Linked DNA regions of Sus scrofa: region 2 is linked to region 1. A link is a contact called in public promoter capture Hi-C data. All regions are on one chromosome and are shown on one strand. Each heading gives the region's core, a stretch centred on a gene start, on an enhancer-like site or on the middle of the called end of the contact. The rest is flanking DNA. Distances are from core to core; before and after follow the strand shown.

Region 1 (6,973 bases), core at 2,058-4,557:
TCTGTCATCGTGTTTATTGGCTGATCCTGAGCCTTCTACACAGCAGGGTGCTAACAGGTCCTGGTTATACTGCAACCTTGAAGTAGCGCTTGCTGTGTGTCTTTGGGCAAATTGAGCCATTACTCTGGCTTTCCTCGTTGTCTATAAATGTGACTCCAGATGTCAAACAACGTTTGGGGCTTGTTAGGAAAAAAGAGCAAAGGAATAATTTAAAACCACTCAGTCAATCCTGTCACGTGGTAATAACTCTCAGGAGAAAGTCTCCCTCTCTCTGGAGGGAGTGAGAGTCTCTGCATCAGTGGTCTGATCGCTGCATGTGGGTTTTCAGATCAAATGCAAGACATTAAGTTTGAATTTGAATTTCAGATAAACAAGGAATATATATATATATTTTTATCTTACATATGTCCCAAATATCTCATCTAGAATTTTCTAGGATTCTGGAGCTGGAGACCCTTCTAGACTCTCTAGCCAGGGAAGACAAGTTCAAATGCCTAGAGAGATTAAGCAGGTGACATCTGGATTTTTATTTAAAATCTCCCTTTTTAAAAATTAATTTATTTTATTTTCAGGGCCACACCCAAGGCATATGGAAGTTCCCAAGCTAGGGGTTGAATAGGAACTGCAGCAACTCAGGATCTGAGCCATGTCTGCAACATACGTTGCAGCTTGCAGCAATGCCGGATACTTAACCCACTGAGCAAGGCCAGGGATCGAACCCACGTCCTCATAGATACTAGTCGGGTTCGTTATAGATGAGCTACAACAGAACTCCTCGAATCTCCCTATTTAAAATTTTTTTTCTTTTTTTTTTTTTGGCTTTGTCTGTGACACATGGAAGTTCCCAGGCCAGGAATCGAACCTACACCACAGCAGCGACCAGAGCCTCTGCAGTGACAACACTGCATCACAAGAGAACTCCTGAAATCTCCTATTTTTAAATGTTAGCCACACATTCGGTTAAAAATAAAACCCACTGTGTGAGCAAAAGGAAACAGCTCTGGCCAGTTTATAAACTATGATGGGCCAAATCCTTTCAACCATTGTAAAAATGAGGAAATGAGGCCTCGGGAAGACAGGTGTCAGCACGGCCACACTGCTAAGGTTTTTCAAAAGATAAGAAAACAATCTCCTTGGAAATGTTGAAATGTTGAAGAGCAGCTGAAAGAGCCGGGGGTGGGGGTGTGGAGGGGAAGCATTCTCTGCAGTCTGGAGAGCTTTTTCCTCGCCATTGACTTATCAGATCCTGAGAATATTCTGTAAGGGGAGCAGGTGAGGTCACTGGGCATCAGAAAGGCAACATGCCCCCTCTGCCTAATGTCACAGGTCAGTGCCCACAGATAGGTCTAGGGCTGTTTTTCACTTCGCTTCTGTTTGGAATGAGATAATATCTAAGTTTCCTTTAGGATCTCAAAATGGCAAACTCTAAATCCGATTTTCTGCCTCATAAACAGAAGTGAGTCAGGAGGTCAGCCTTGGTGATGAGACTTTTTTTTTTTTTTTTTTTTTTTTTTGTCTTTTTGCCTTTTTCTAGGGCCATACCCTCGGCATATGGAGGTTCCCAGGCTAGGGGTCTAATCGGAGCTGTAGCTGCCGGCCTATGCCACAGCCACAGCAACGCTGGATCTGAGCTCCGTCTGTGACCTACTCCACAGCTCACGGCGACGCCGGATCCTTAATCCACTGAGCAAGGCCAGGGTTCCTAGTCGGATTCGTTAACCATTGAACCACAACGGGAACTCTGGTGATGAGAACTTTTAACCCAGTTCACAAATAAAGATGGGGTTAAGTCGTCTCAGTTTCAGCCATGTCACCAGCCTGGGCAGCATTTGCCTTGTGTTTTCTGTCCTAGCAGCTGTACATATACAGCTTATCCATGGCTGGACATTGGTTTGTCTCCTGCACATCTTCACATAGGAAGGATGTTCTGAAGGTGTTGATAAAGATTTCGAAGGGGGAAGGATGTGATCTAAGGCTGTGTGGGGGAAGGAAAGGAAGAAGGACTCAAATGAAACAAATATTTATTGAGAACCTGGTGTGTGCCATGCACTATGACAGGCGTGGCATATAATCCTTTCCCAGCTCTTTGCATGTCTGAATAATTCTGTTTTTTTTTTTAGGATTCAGCTCAAAATTCATTTCCCCTGAGAGCTTTCCCTGACCATTCTTCTTCTTCTTCTTTTTTTTTTTTTTTTTGGACTTTGTCTCTTCCAGGGCTGCACCCGCAGCATACGGAGGCCAGGTATGGAATCCGAAACCTCCTGGTTCCTAGTTGGATTCCTTAACCACTGAGCCACAAGGAACTCTTGACTATCCTTTTTAATGAGCCCCTCCTTACACTGTCTCTTTAACTTGTTTTGTTTCTCCAAGGCATTAACCATTAACATATGTATTTATCTTTATCCTTTTTTTTTTCTTTTCTTCCTCCACCCCAAACACCCTCTGACCCAGGCTGCACTTGAGGCACATGGAAGTTCCCAGGATTGGAATTGGAGCCACAGCCACATCAATTCCAAATCGGACCTACACCGCAGCTCACTGTAACGCCAGATCCTTAACCCACCGAGCGGGGCCACAGAGGGAACTGGCATTTTCATGGATACTAGTTGGGTTCATTACTGCTGAGCCACAAGGGGAACTCTCAATGTATTTTATCTTGCTTTTTAAGGACTAGCTCCTCCTACAGACTGCAGGCTCCATGACACTTGTTCTCAAGTGTATACCAAGTCTGGCCTTGACATGGTAGGCGCTCAACAAACACTTGAAATATTTACGAGTAAATATTTATGACAACACATATTTACGTTCCAGCCTTTGGACTAATCGAATTTCTACTAAACCACCCTTTAAGTTTCTCTAAGCCTCCTGTCCTATTAAGTAGGAAGTGGATCTACAGTTCTAGAGAGAAAGAAATTGTTAGGAGCAAAAAATTGGGGTGAAGAGTTGTAAAGCTTTTTTTCCCCAGGTCGCACAATAGCCTGTGAATTTATACCTCCTGGACTGATTATGGGACAGCTTACAAACTAATTATCTGCAAAAGAATGAAACTTATTTTTAAAGATCCCTGTGCCTGGAAGTTCTAGGCGGTGACATAAGACAATCCTGAATTCCACCCTCGAGCCAAGCCTGGTCGTCCTGAAAAACTACGAATCCCAGGATGCACCGCAGTGCAAGGGCCCAGAGCCCCGTGCGCGGTCCTCCCCGAGGCGTCCGGGGTCTCCTCCCTTGGAACCAGGAAAGACGCCCGGAACCCGGCCCACCACGCCTCCAGGACCTGCGCGGGGCGTGTCGGGACTTGTAGTCTCCGCGGGCTGGGAGTGCCTGCTCCGGAATCTCGGCCGCCGTCTGGGGGCTGAGGCGGCGCGGGCACGCGTGCGCAGTGCGCAGGCGGGCCGTCGTGGGCGCCGCTCCCGGCTTCTCACTGCCTGTGGGACCCCGGGCCGCGGCGGCGCGGGTGCTGCAGGTCCAGGGCCGCTGGGAAGTTCCGCGTGAGGACCTCCGCGGCGCCGGGGCGGGGTGAGCCGGGCCGGGCTCCGAGAGCGCGGCGCCCGCTGAAGCGAGCTGGGAGGCTCGAGGGGCTGGCGGGCACTGGTGAGTGCGGGGCGGCGGGCGGCGGGCGGCGCGGAGTCCCGGCCCCCGCGGCTCCTCTGCTCGCGGGTCCGCCCTTGCGGCTGCACCTGGGCGAGGCCGCGGGGCCGGCTCACCTGCGCGCGCCAGCTCCCGGCGGCGTCGTCTTCTCGCGGCTCCTTCCTTTATTGTTGTCCTGACCTCGGCCCTCGGCGGCGTCCGGCCGAGGAGGGTGGGGAGCCCGGCGGCGGTCGCCGTCGCCGGGGAGCTAGCCGGTGGTTCTGCTAAAAAGTGCGGTCGCGCCCTCCCCCTGGACGCCCGCGCCGGCCAGCTGTCCGGGGATTCCCGGCAGGCGACGCCTTTCGGAGTGGCTCGACTTCAGGGCTGTGCCCACCGGGGCTCAGCTGCCTTGGGCATCGTTTTTTATTATTTTCATGCGCTTTCATTTTAGGACTCACCGAGTCAAGTCGACTCCGCCCTGCGCCTTAGCATCCTGCAGTGTTAGTGCTTTCCCCTCGCACCTTAATTATGCAGATGACCAGTGCGACAGCTGGAAGTGACTTATCCAGGGTCACTCAGGTAGCACCAGGGAGGCAACCGGAACCCAGGTGTTTAAGCTTAGAGGCCAGCTGCCAGTCGCACCGCTTTGGAACAGTCTTGAGTGGTTTGTGGTTTATTTCAGATGCTTTCTATTGACCCTCCTGGATAGACCATCGGAGGGGAAAGTGTGGTCATAATGAAAGTAGTGTTTACTGCTTTTGGTAGAATTGTAGTTGTGCTGTGCCCCGAAGCAGAGCAGTTGCCCTCGGCTGGGCACCTAAATAGTGAAACTCCATCACTGTTTGGGGGCAGGTGCTAGTGCAGGTTATAGAAGATACAGCCAGGCAATTTGTGCCATTTTCCTCTCCTGTTTCACCTTCCAATCCTAGTACTTGTTTTCTTATTTTACGATTGATGGTTGTCTGTTTTGATAAGATTTTCTTTGCTTTGACGAAGTCATTGCCCTTTGTGAATTAGTTTTCTAACTAGAAAATCTTACTTCCTGTGTGCTTAATGACTGGAACCAATAGTGCACTATGCGGTTTTTACCATTGTCTTTTATCTTCCAACTACTGATCAATCTGCTCTATTTTCCCTCAAGCACTCAGCTCACATACTTTCTCTGGTTAATGCCATTGAAACACGTTGCAGCAAAATTTGGGTAAGCTTTTTATGATTCAGAGAAAAACTTGAAAAAAATCATTCTGTAAAACTATATTTTTCTTCACGAAAGAACTTGGGCTATTATTAAAAAAATAGTAAGATTCATGCTGACTAAACTGCTTATTCTCGTAACCGAAATTTTCATGTTGGGCAAAAAAATATTTCCCTAAATAGCGTTCGTTTAAATATTCCTTACCTCGAGTCATTTTTTCCCAGGGGAGAGCACATTTTATGATACTTATATATTTAAACAAGACTATTTAAGCTTAGCAGAATTTGAGTTAATAGTTGGTTTATTTTATGGTGCTATAAACCCAACTGTACCCATTGATAGGATTCTCTTGAAGCATATCCCTGGATCAGAGGATATGGCTGTTAATTTGTCCTTTGAAGTAAGCAGGAGATTACTTTTGTGACGTTAAGAAGATGTGATTTATATGTATTGAAACTGCTTCCTACTTCACTTTATCTTGTTAACTAGTGTTTTTATTGTTGCTTTGGGGAAGGAGGGGGAAGTAGCAGATTTGTATCTTTTCTTTTTTCCTCTGGGTTTTAGCAATGTAGCACAAAAGGAAAGAGGTGGTGTGTAAATTTGAGTTTGTCATAGACTAGGAGAGACAGTAAAACAGGATAAGTATACAATTGTTAGGAAGTTGCCATGAATTCATAAGCCGGAAGGACCTTTTTAGAATTGTTTAAGGACATTAAGAATAGCATTGAATTACTTTCTTTAAAAAGTCACTGTGGGCAGTATTCCATGTTGGTTGTTAATATATGAGATATGATGATATTGAAGACTCCTAGGAAAATACTTGGGAAAGATGGAAACATTTTATTTTTTTATAGGGCTTTTTCTCTAAAAATGTTTAATGCAGCTTAAAAAAAAAAAAAAAGACAAGACTGAAAGTTCTTGACGCCCTAGTGCAAAACGCATAGTTACTTCTGGATGAAACCCACGAAGTAATTTATTAGCATAATTTAAGTCAGGCTTTGACATTGAAAGACTGCTTGATGTTAAATAATCATTCTTGTTGTTTGAACAACTGTCATTTAAGAGTGAGGAAGATAAATAGTTTTCTGAATAAAATGTAGTAATTATTCAGATGTGACAGTAGTTACACTCTGCCTTTACTAGACAGAAAATCTCAAATTCTTCAGCAGCAACTGTCTCAGTTGTGAGCTGAGGTAGTGTACAAATATTCCTTGTTCACATACTTGGGCATTTTACTTTTTGTTTGTTTGTTTGTTTTTGCTTTTTAGGGCCTAACTGAGACGTTTGGAAGTTCCCAGGCTAGGAGTCGAATCAGAACTACAGCTGCTGGTCTACACCACAGCCACGGCAACGCCAGAATATAGCCGAGTCTGTGACCTACACCACAGCTCATGGCAACACCAGATCCCGGACCCACTAATTGAGGCCAGGGATTGAACTTGCATCCTCATGGATACTAGTCAGATTCATTTCTGCTGAGCCATGATAGGAACTCCTGAGCATTTTACTTTTGATAATATTAAAATTTGATTTGGAGTTCCTGTCGTGGCTCAGTGGTTAACGAACCCGACTAGAAACCGTGAGGTTGCAGGTTCAGTCTCTGACCTTGGTCAGTGGGTTAAGGATCTGGCGTTGCTGTGGTGTAGGTTGCAGACACGGCTCAGATCTTCAGTTGCTGTGGCTCTCGCGTAGGCAGCTGTGGCTCCGGCGTAGGCTGGCAGCTGCAGCTCCAACTGGACCCCTAGCCTGGGAACCTCCATATGCCGTGAGAGTGGCCCTAGAAAAGGCAAAAAGACTAAAAAAATAAAATTTTGATTTTAAATTTCAAGATGATTCTCCTCTCTCTCTCTCTTTTTTTTTTTTTTTTTTTTGGCTGCATCCATGGCATTTGTAAGTTCCTGGGCCAGGGCTCCAAGCCACAGCTGTAACCTATGCCACAGATGCCCTGTGCCACACCTGCAGCAACACCAGATCCTTAACCCACTCTGCAGGGCCAGGGATTGAACTGTGCCACTTCAAAGACAGCGTTGCATCTTTAACCCCTGTGCCATGGTGGGAACTCCAGATTCTCCTCTTATTTCAATATGCAATGATACAATATAATAGCTTTAGTAGGAGATAAATATTAAAATCTAGTTTTAATTCTTTTGACCATTTTTAAGTTCCAGGCATTCTGGAATTTATTGAACTGGTATCAGGAAGGAGTTCCTA
Region 2 (6,494 bases), core at 443-2,942, 54 kb after region 1:
GTGGGGGCAAGTTGGACTGTCCACCTGTAACTATCAGCAGAACTTTCTTTCCTCCCCCTCCCCAGTATAGGTTGACTCTAATCCTAGCTTTGCACTGTGTTCCAGATGCGGCAGGCCAGAAGGCTGTCGAACCCTTGTATACAGAGGTATACGCCAAGAGCTGGGGAATGCAGCACGTATGTGGGCTCTCACGCAGACGTGCCTTCTTACTAGAGGGCCCGGACTTACTCACTACTGACCACTGATTCTAGAAAGTTGAGTTAACCAGACTGCCTTCTGCAGTGACCGTAACTGACTTTGTCAGCACTAACGCACACCCTCTCACTGCCGTCATCAGGTTGGATATGCAGCTTTAAAAAAGATCAATAATGAAGAAAGTAGAACTTTACCAAATGAGAAGGTCGTATCTATCTTCGGAAACTAAATTATTGATGGCCACGGGAGTTTCAATTTCTGTAGTTTATGTACTTTGTGATTTTTTGTACTATACCACTCGAAGTGCACCTTTATGGTAACACTGTGTGCAGACTCATGCCTGCGTATGCATTGGATAGACTGCATGCACGGCGTCTCACACCTCAGGTGAAACTTGGCTAGCTAATGGGAATCTGTGGTGTTTCGGTGATTGTAGCACTTTTTTTTTTTTTCTCAAAGCTACTAATGTCACAAATGCACACGGTATACTAGGAACTATATGGCAATGCATTTGGAAGGGTCGTGTTTAAGATTATCTTCAGATTTGATTTCATTAGAAGCATATTGAAGTTAAAATTCGCAGTAATTTTACCACAGCTTTAATAAATGCTTAAATATGTACCCTTTGCTACCTTTAAAATCTCAAGCCATATGAACGTATGCCATACGCAAAAACAAATAATTCAGTACGAAGTGAAAAGACTGCTGTTATTTGTGGCAGTAAAATTCAGGGAAGCAAAAGCTAAATTTGTGAGGCTGCCAGGCAAAACAATAGGTTTGAAAAATGTTGCGTTCTGCTCATTAAAGAAAGAAGGACCTTTAATTTTTATATTCTGCATTTTCATTTTTTAGTCTTTCTAGAATATGTGGAATAATTCCTAGTGTTAGTGAGAATAGACTGAAATAAAATGGCGAAGCTGGTAGGCCCGCAGTTAAAACAGTTGAGTTGCAATTGGAACACGGCTTTCCTGTTGAGGCTGACTGTGTCTTCAGAGTGTCAGAGCTGACACATTTGGCGTTGGTGACAGAGCTGGTTTCTTAGCGGAAATGGTTGTTGGCTGTCATTGCTCTAAACTCACTCCTAAAAATGCATTGCTTTGGGCTAGAACTTGCACACGTCTGCTGCATGGCTCATGCTTCTGCTCTGTGTGTGTGTGTGTGTGTGTGTGTGTGTGTGTTTTGTTCTGTTTGTTTTTCAGAGGATAAAGTCTCACACTGAGTGACTGACCTTGTCCCCAGTGCCCAGCCGTGTCTGACCTGCCCTCCTCTTTGCAGGAGCCTTCCGGCTGTCCTTCCGAACCCAAACGCGCTGGCCGCCCGGCCTACGCAGCCGCCTCACATTCCACAGCCGCTCGCAGCAACTCTTTGGTCTCAAGCTTTACCGTGGAGAAGCGAGGATTTTACGAATCTCTTGCCAAGGTCAAGCCAGGGAACTTCAAGGTCCAGACTGTCTCTCCAAGAGAACCAGCTCCCAAAGTGACTGAACAAGCTCTGCTAAAACCTCAGCGTAAAGACGGCCCTCAGGAACCAGACTGTGACCCCGTGGACTTGGATGACGCTAGCCTTCCAGTCAGTGACGTGTGAGGGAGGCACCCGAAGCCTGACCCCCCGTTTAGCCCTCAGTGTCCTTGCACGAGGCTTCTAGCCAAAGATGACAAAGGGGAGAGGGTTTCCATGCATATAGCCTCGTAGACGCACTCTTTCTAAGCTGGTAAACCAAGAATCTAGGACGTAGCCAAACGAAATGTAACTTCTTGAAAGAAAGAAAGAAACCTTAAGTGTCTCAGCATCAGCTGTCAGCAGCTTTGTTCTCACTGGGGTGGTAAAAACGTGTGTGCAACCTCTTTTCCTAGTGAATTTGACAACTTCAGTGTTCCACAGTTTAAACCATTAACAAGGCTTATTAATTATTTTGGTTGTTTTAAAAATGCTACTGTGATTTCCTATTAAATGTTCAATCTTTACACATTCGTGCTGGTTAATATTATTGAATGAAATATTGCCAGGCAAATATACCTAAAACTCATGACGCGTCTGGGTGCTGTAAAATTTATACTGCGGTGTGGACAGTTTTGAAATGGTCACCATTTTTGATGCTGTGGATCCCAGGTGAGTGGTAGGTTTTGCATAGGGGATGTTATTGGACTGTTAGGGTTGTGGGTTGTACTGGGGTGGAGGAAGGGGGGAAATGAGAAATCAAACAGTCGTGTCTCAGACATTGGTTTGTAAAAGCTTAATCAAGACCTGGCAGACGTCATCGCTTTATTCAGTGAAAATTATTTGGTATGAAATTTCTGGAAGATCTGATTTGCTTGTCAAAGTTTTGTAAATAGGTCTTATTTCTGTACGTGGATCAGCGAACGACCTCAAGTTTATATGTAAAGACATGCAGCCCTTAGTCCTGTGATCATAGCCTTTGCTTTTTGTCACTAATACCCTATATTCAAGTGCCTGTGTTTTCCATCTTGTCGAGGAATGTTTGAGATGAATGTGCTCAGAAGGCCTGCATGTGATTGGTTTTAAACAGTTGGGATGAAATTAATTTTCAGTAGCATAGTTTAACATATTAAATAAGAAACCATTTTGTTTTAGACCAGAATGTTGTCATTCTCCTGTCTGTGCAATATATCTGTTTTAGCACACAGATCTGAGTAGACCTTTAATCATGGGCTGTCACAGATGTGAGCGCCTCTCGAAAAAAATCATTAGTTTCGGGTGTTGAGTAACAGACCAGTTTGACCAAGTACTGTTTTTAACGGTTCAGTCTTAAACATTTGCTTTAAGAAAATAGTCTTGAATTTCACATGCTGCTATTTGTATGCTGTTTTGCCATATTGCAAGTACTGTCTTGTTTTGAATTCGTACATGTCACCATTTCTGCTCTTCATTTTCTAAGATGACTTCTTTGGAAAAGAGATTTCTTACTAGGGTGGTGGGGTCCCGAGGTTACTATCTCTTACACCAGAATTATAACATCAGTTTAAAAATCCGGGTGCATAAAGAATGCACCACTCAACATTTTCGTTCATAAGCTAATATTTTAAAAACTTATACGTAGATCGTTTCTTTTTTGCAGCTGCATTTGAAAATAGAATGATAGAATGAAAGGTTTGAAGTAGTTATCACACTTTCAGCAAACTCTTAGCTTCTTTTTCATGAACACACCGTGGACAGTTGGCAGTATTTGGGAACCTAATGCTGTTTTTGTTGGTACAGCTTCCATGTTGCATGTTCGTTTTAATATTTTGGTATTGGTATTTGATATATTTCATAGTGGCAAAATATTAGCTCTATTTTGGAACTTTTTATAGAACTACCCTTGTATTTAGTAGCGTAGGAAAATGTTCTTGCGATTGTCAGGGTCTCCTAATATTTATCTCAATACTTTTATAATTCTATGAAAATTATTTAATTATTTTAAAACTTATACTTTTCTTGTAAATATGTCGCATCTGGATTGTCAGAAATTACTTTGAAGACCTTAATATTTGCTGCGTTTTTCCTCCTGTATATATAACATGTCTCCTTTCAGAATGGGAATATGTGTGTGTACTTCCCAGTGTTTACGTCTGATATCTTTATGTGTGTCCAACTGTTAAAAACTGTAATAATGACTTGAGAATAAACTGCTCAGAATTAATTGTAACTTATTTTTCATTTGATCTGGCTCAGCTCTTGTGGCTACAAGTAAATAGAACTAGTATAAAAGGTGGTTAATTGAATTTACATATTTAAGGACAGACTAATTATTTGGTAACCTTTGAAAGGCTGTAGCTTGATATGTAATTGCACAAGGAAAAATGAGTCTTTTTGGGAAAAAAGCTTATTTTGCTTAATTCAGGAGCATCTTCTGAAAAGCAAAATTAGGCTGGCTTCTGAGCATAGTTTGAATTCTCTGTGCTGCTTTTGCCGTGCTTGGTTAGTGGTCAGCTTGGTGTGACACCGGCAGATAAGGATGAGTGCAGAGGACAGGCTCATCCCCAGATGGCTGTTGATGTGCGCTCAGAAAAACGCACCGCCAGGTGTTAGGGGCTGCTTCTTGCAAACCACATATTAGTAACAAGTCCACATCTGCTGTGTGTCTAGCATCCATCAATAATGGAACTGGATAAAGAATATTGGTCTTGGTAATTTTTATTAACTGGTGCAACTTAATTTTCTTGCCCTGAGAAGTATTTTAAATGTTTTTATTTTTTAAAAAGCCAAATGAGAAAGTTCTAAACTTTGTTGTTTTCACACATACAAAAAGAGATCCTTTTCTCCGTTCAAGTGGTGGTTGTGTCTTTATCAGAAGTTCTAAGACTTTGGTATAGTGGGAAATATTTGTATAAAAATGGAGTGACATAATAGCTCAGTACCAGATTTGGTAAGAATCTTCCTTATCATTGAAAGGGTTTGACAGTCCACATAGGACATGAAGAGAGAGGTAGATGAGTCTGCATTTTCCATTAACTTCTCAGTTAAGCAGACCCAGAATTGATTATGTGTAGGTAGTTATTTTTTAATGACTTGCAAAAAGAGTATTTTTTCAAATTTCACATAAGACATGCATTGAAAATATTGCTGATTTGGGGTTAGCATGTACAGTTTTTATTGATAGAATCCTGGTGGTCTGTTTTTAGGACGTGACCCAGCGGTGAGTAGTGCCTTGCTGTGGTTTATTCATGTGGTAATAGCGCCACCTTCTGGTTACATGGTTGCTAAATTGAAAGTAATGAGGAGTGTCATTGTTTCACTCAGAAAATTAGAGAACATACATCATTGCCTAGGATAGTTTGAAAATTAACATGAAATTTAAATCTACACTTGTGAATGACTTCTTTAAACTTAGTTGGGAGATAATTGTAGAAATCATTACTTCTTACAAATAATGTAAGAAATAATACAGGGCTCTCATATAAGCTTTGCTCAGTTTTACCCAATGATAACATTGAAAAACTACAGTAAAATAATGTAACCAGGATATTGACACTGATTATAGTCAAGAAACAACAACTCCATCATCACAAGGATCTCTTGGAATTCCCGTCGTGGCACAGTGGTTAACGAATCCGACTAGGAACCATGAGGTCGCAGGTTCGATCCCTGCCCTTGCTCAGTGGGTTAACGATCCAGCGTTGCCATGAGCTGTGGTGTAGGTTGCAGACACGGCTCGGATCCCGTGTTGCTGTGGTTCTGGTGTAGGCCGGTGGCTACAGCTCTGATTCGACCCCTAGCCTGGGAACCTCCATCTGCCGTGGGAGCGGCCCAAAGAAATAGCAAAAAGACAGAAAAAAAAAAAAAAAGGACAAGGATCTCTCATTGTGGCTCTTTTATAATCACATTTGCCTCCCATTTTATAGGTTTAGAAATAAAAGTCACTGGCTTAACATCACATTGGGTTTAAAAATCCAGTATTTTATTACAAGGTCTGGGCTCTTCACTGTTATGGTATTATTGCTCCCCCAGTAACAGTCTTGAAAACTACTCTTCATTTATATGATACTATCTGCAGATTATTAAATGGGTTGAATTTTCATTCAACAGATTTTTAAATAGTTTTCAGAGCCACCATGTTTTAAATGACAGATTTCTTTATATACACATTTAAATTTAACATTTGAGAATCAATAGTAGGTAAATATCCTAATCATAGAAATTTTAAACCCTGATACATGAATTAATAAGGTTACCAGAGTAAGGATTGTAAAATAAAACAGCCTTAGGATGCCAAATCCTTGAACCGGAGGGAGTTGTAGAAACTGGTTCAGTCACTGAGTGTAGGGTTAAGAGGGGGGTGTTTTTCCATGAGAAGAAACGTTTGACCTTCTGATGGAGTCTTGGGTCAAACTGGTGTCTTCAGTGTACAATATGCAGGGCATAGGAGACCTCAGACAATGAAGTCGCCCACAGGGAATTTGCCGGAGGAAATATAAAGTGTGCTATGTGGTAAAAATCAGTCATGGAAAACGAGGCGTTCAGAAGCTGGGATGGTCCCTGAATGCTGGGTAATAGGAAAAGCACTGTGATGGAGGAGACTTGGGGAGATCCCAGGAGAGAAAAGGGCATTTATAGGTGAAAACTCTGCGCCATGGCGGTACATTTGGAAATGTCGATCTGGAATTCGAAGCATCCAAATCGGTGCATAAAATTTAAAATGTTCTCTTGAAGGTTCATTGCCTCTTTCTCCCTTCCAAACTCTGGTACCTTTACCGCTCACACTGGTTTTCTGCAGCATGGGTGGGAGTCAGGGCGGGAGATGGAGGAGAGCGTGCCTGGCTGGGAGAATGTGGGGAGCGTTCCAGGACTGAGGAACTTCA

Evidence for each region. Promoter capture Hi-C pulls out the DNA fragments that hold promoters and counts their contacts.
Region 2: a contact with region 1 is called in a promoter capture Hi-C map of liver, with 2.6 times the contacts expected there. The contact joins the enhancer-like site here to the promoter of PLEKHA1 in region 1. A contact is called at or near these places in 3 of 5 promoter capture datasets (fetal skeletal muscle and liver), 5 of 47 Hi-C or Micro-C datasets (alveolar macrophages, embryonic fibroblasts, fetal heart ventricle and 2 more) and 2 of 2 datasets of contacts at active chromatin or transcription factors (alveolar macrophages and skeletal muscle).

Annotation. Positions count from the first base shown.
Region 1 is chr14:131,957,625-131,964,597 of Sscrofa11.1, forward strand. It overlaps PLEKHA1 (pleckstrin homology domain-containing family A member 1), which reads left to right and starts at 3,308. Exons shown (of 13, transcript XM_005654150.3): 1 at 3,308-3,591.
Region 2 is chr14:132,012,824-132,019,317 of Sscrofa11.1, forward strand. PLEKHA1 (pleckstrin homology domain-containing family A member 1) reads left to right here. Exons shown (of 13, transcript XM_005654150.3): 12 at 106-146; 13 at 1,471-3,841. The coding sequence ends at 1,675. Among named protein-coding and RNA genes, the nearest start is that of HTRA1, 27 kb to the right of the region's middle. Within about 2 kb of position 1,693, at least 7 of the 83 cell types and tissues checked have an H3K27ac peak or open chromatin away from gene starts, as enhancers often do. A contact at or near this core is called in liver, where this site is marked.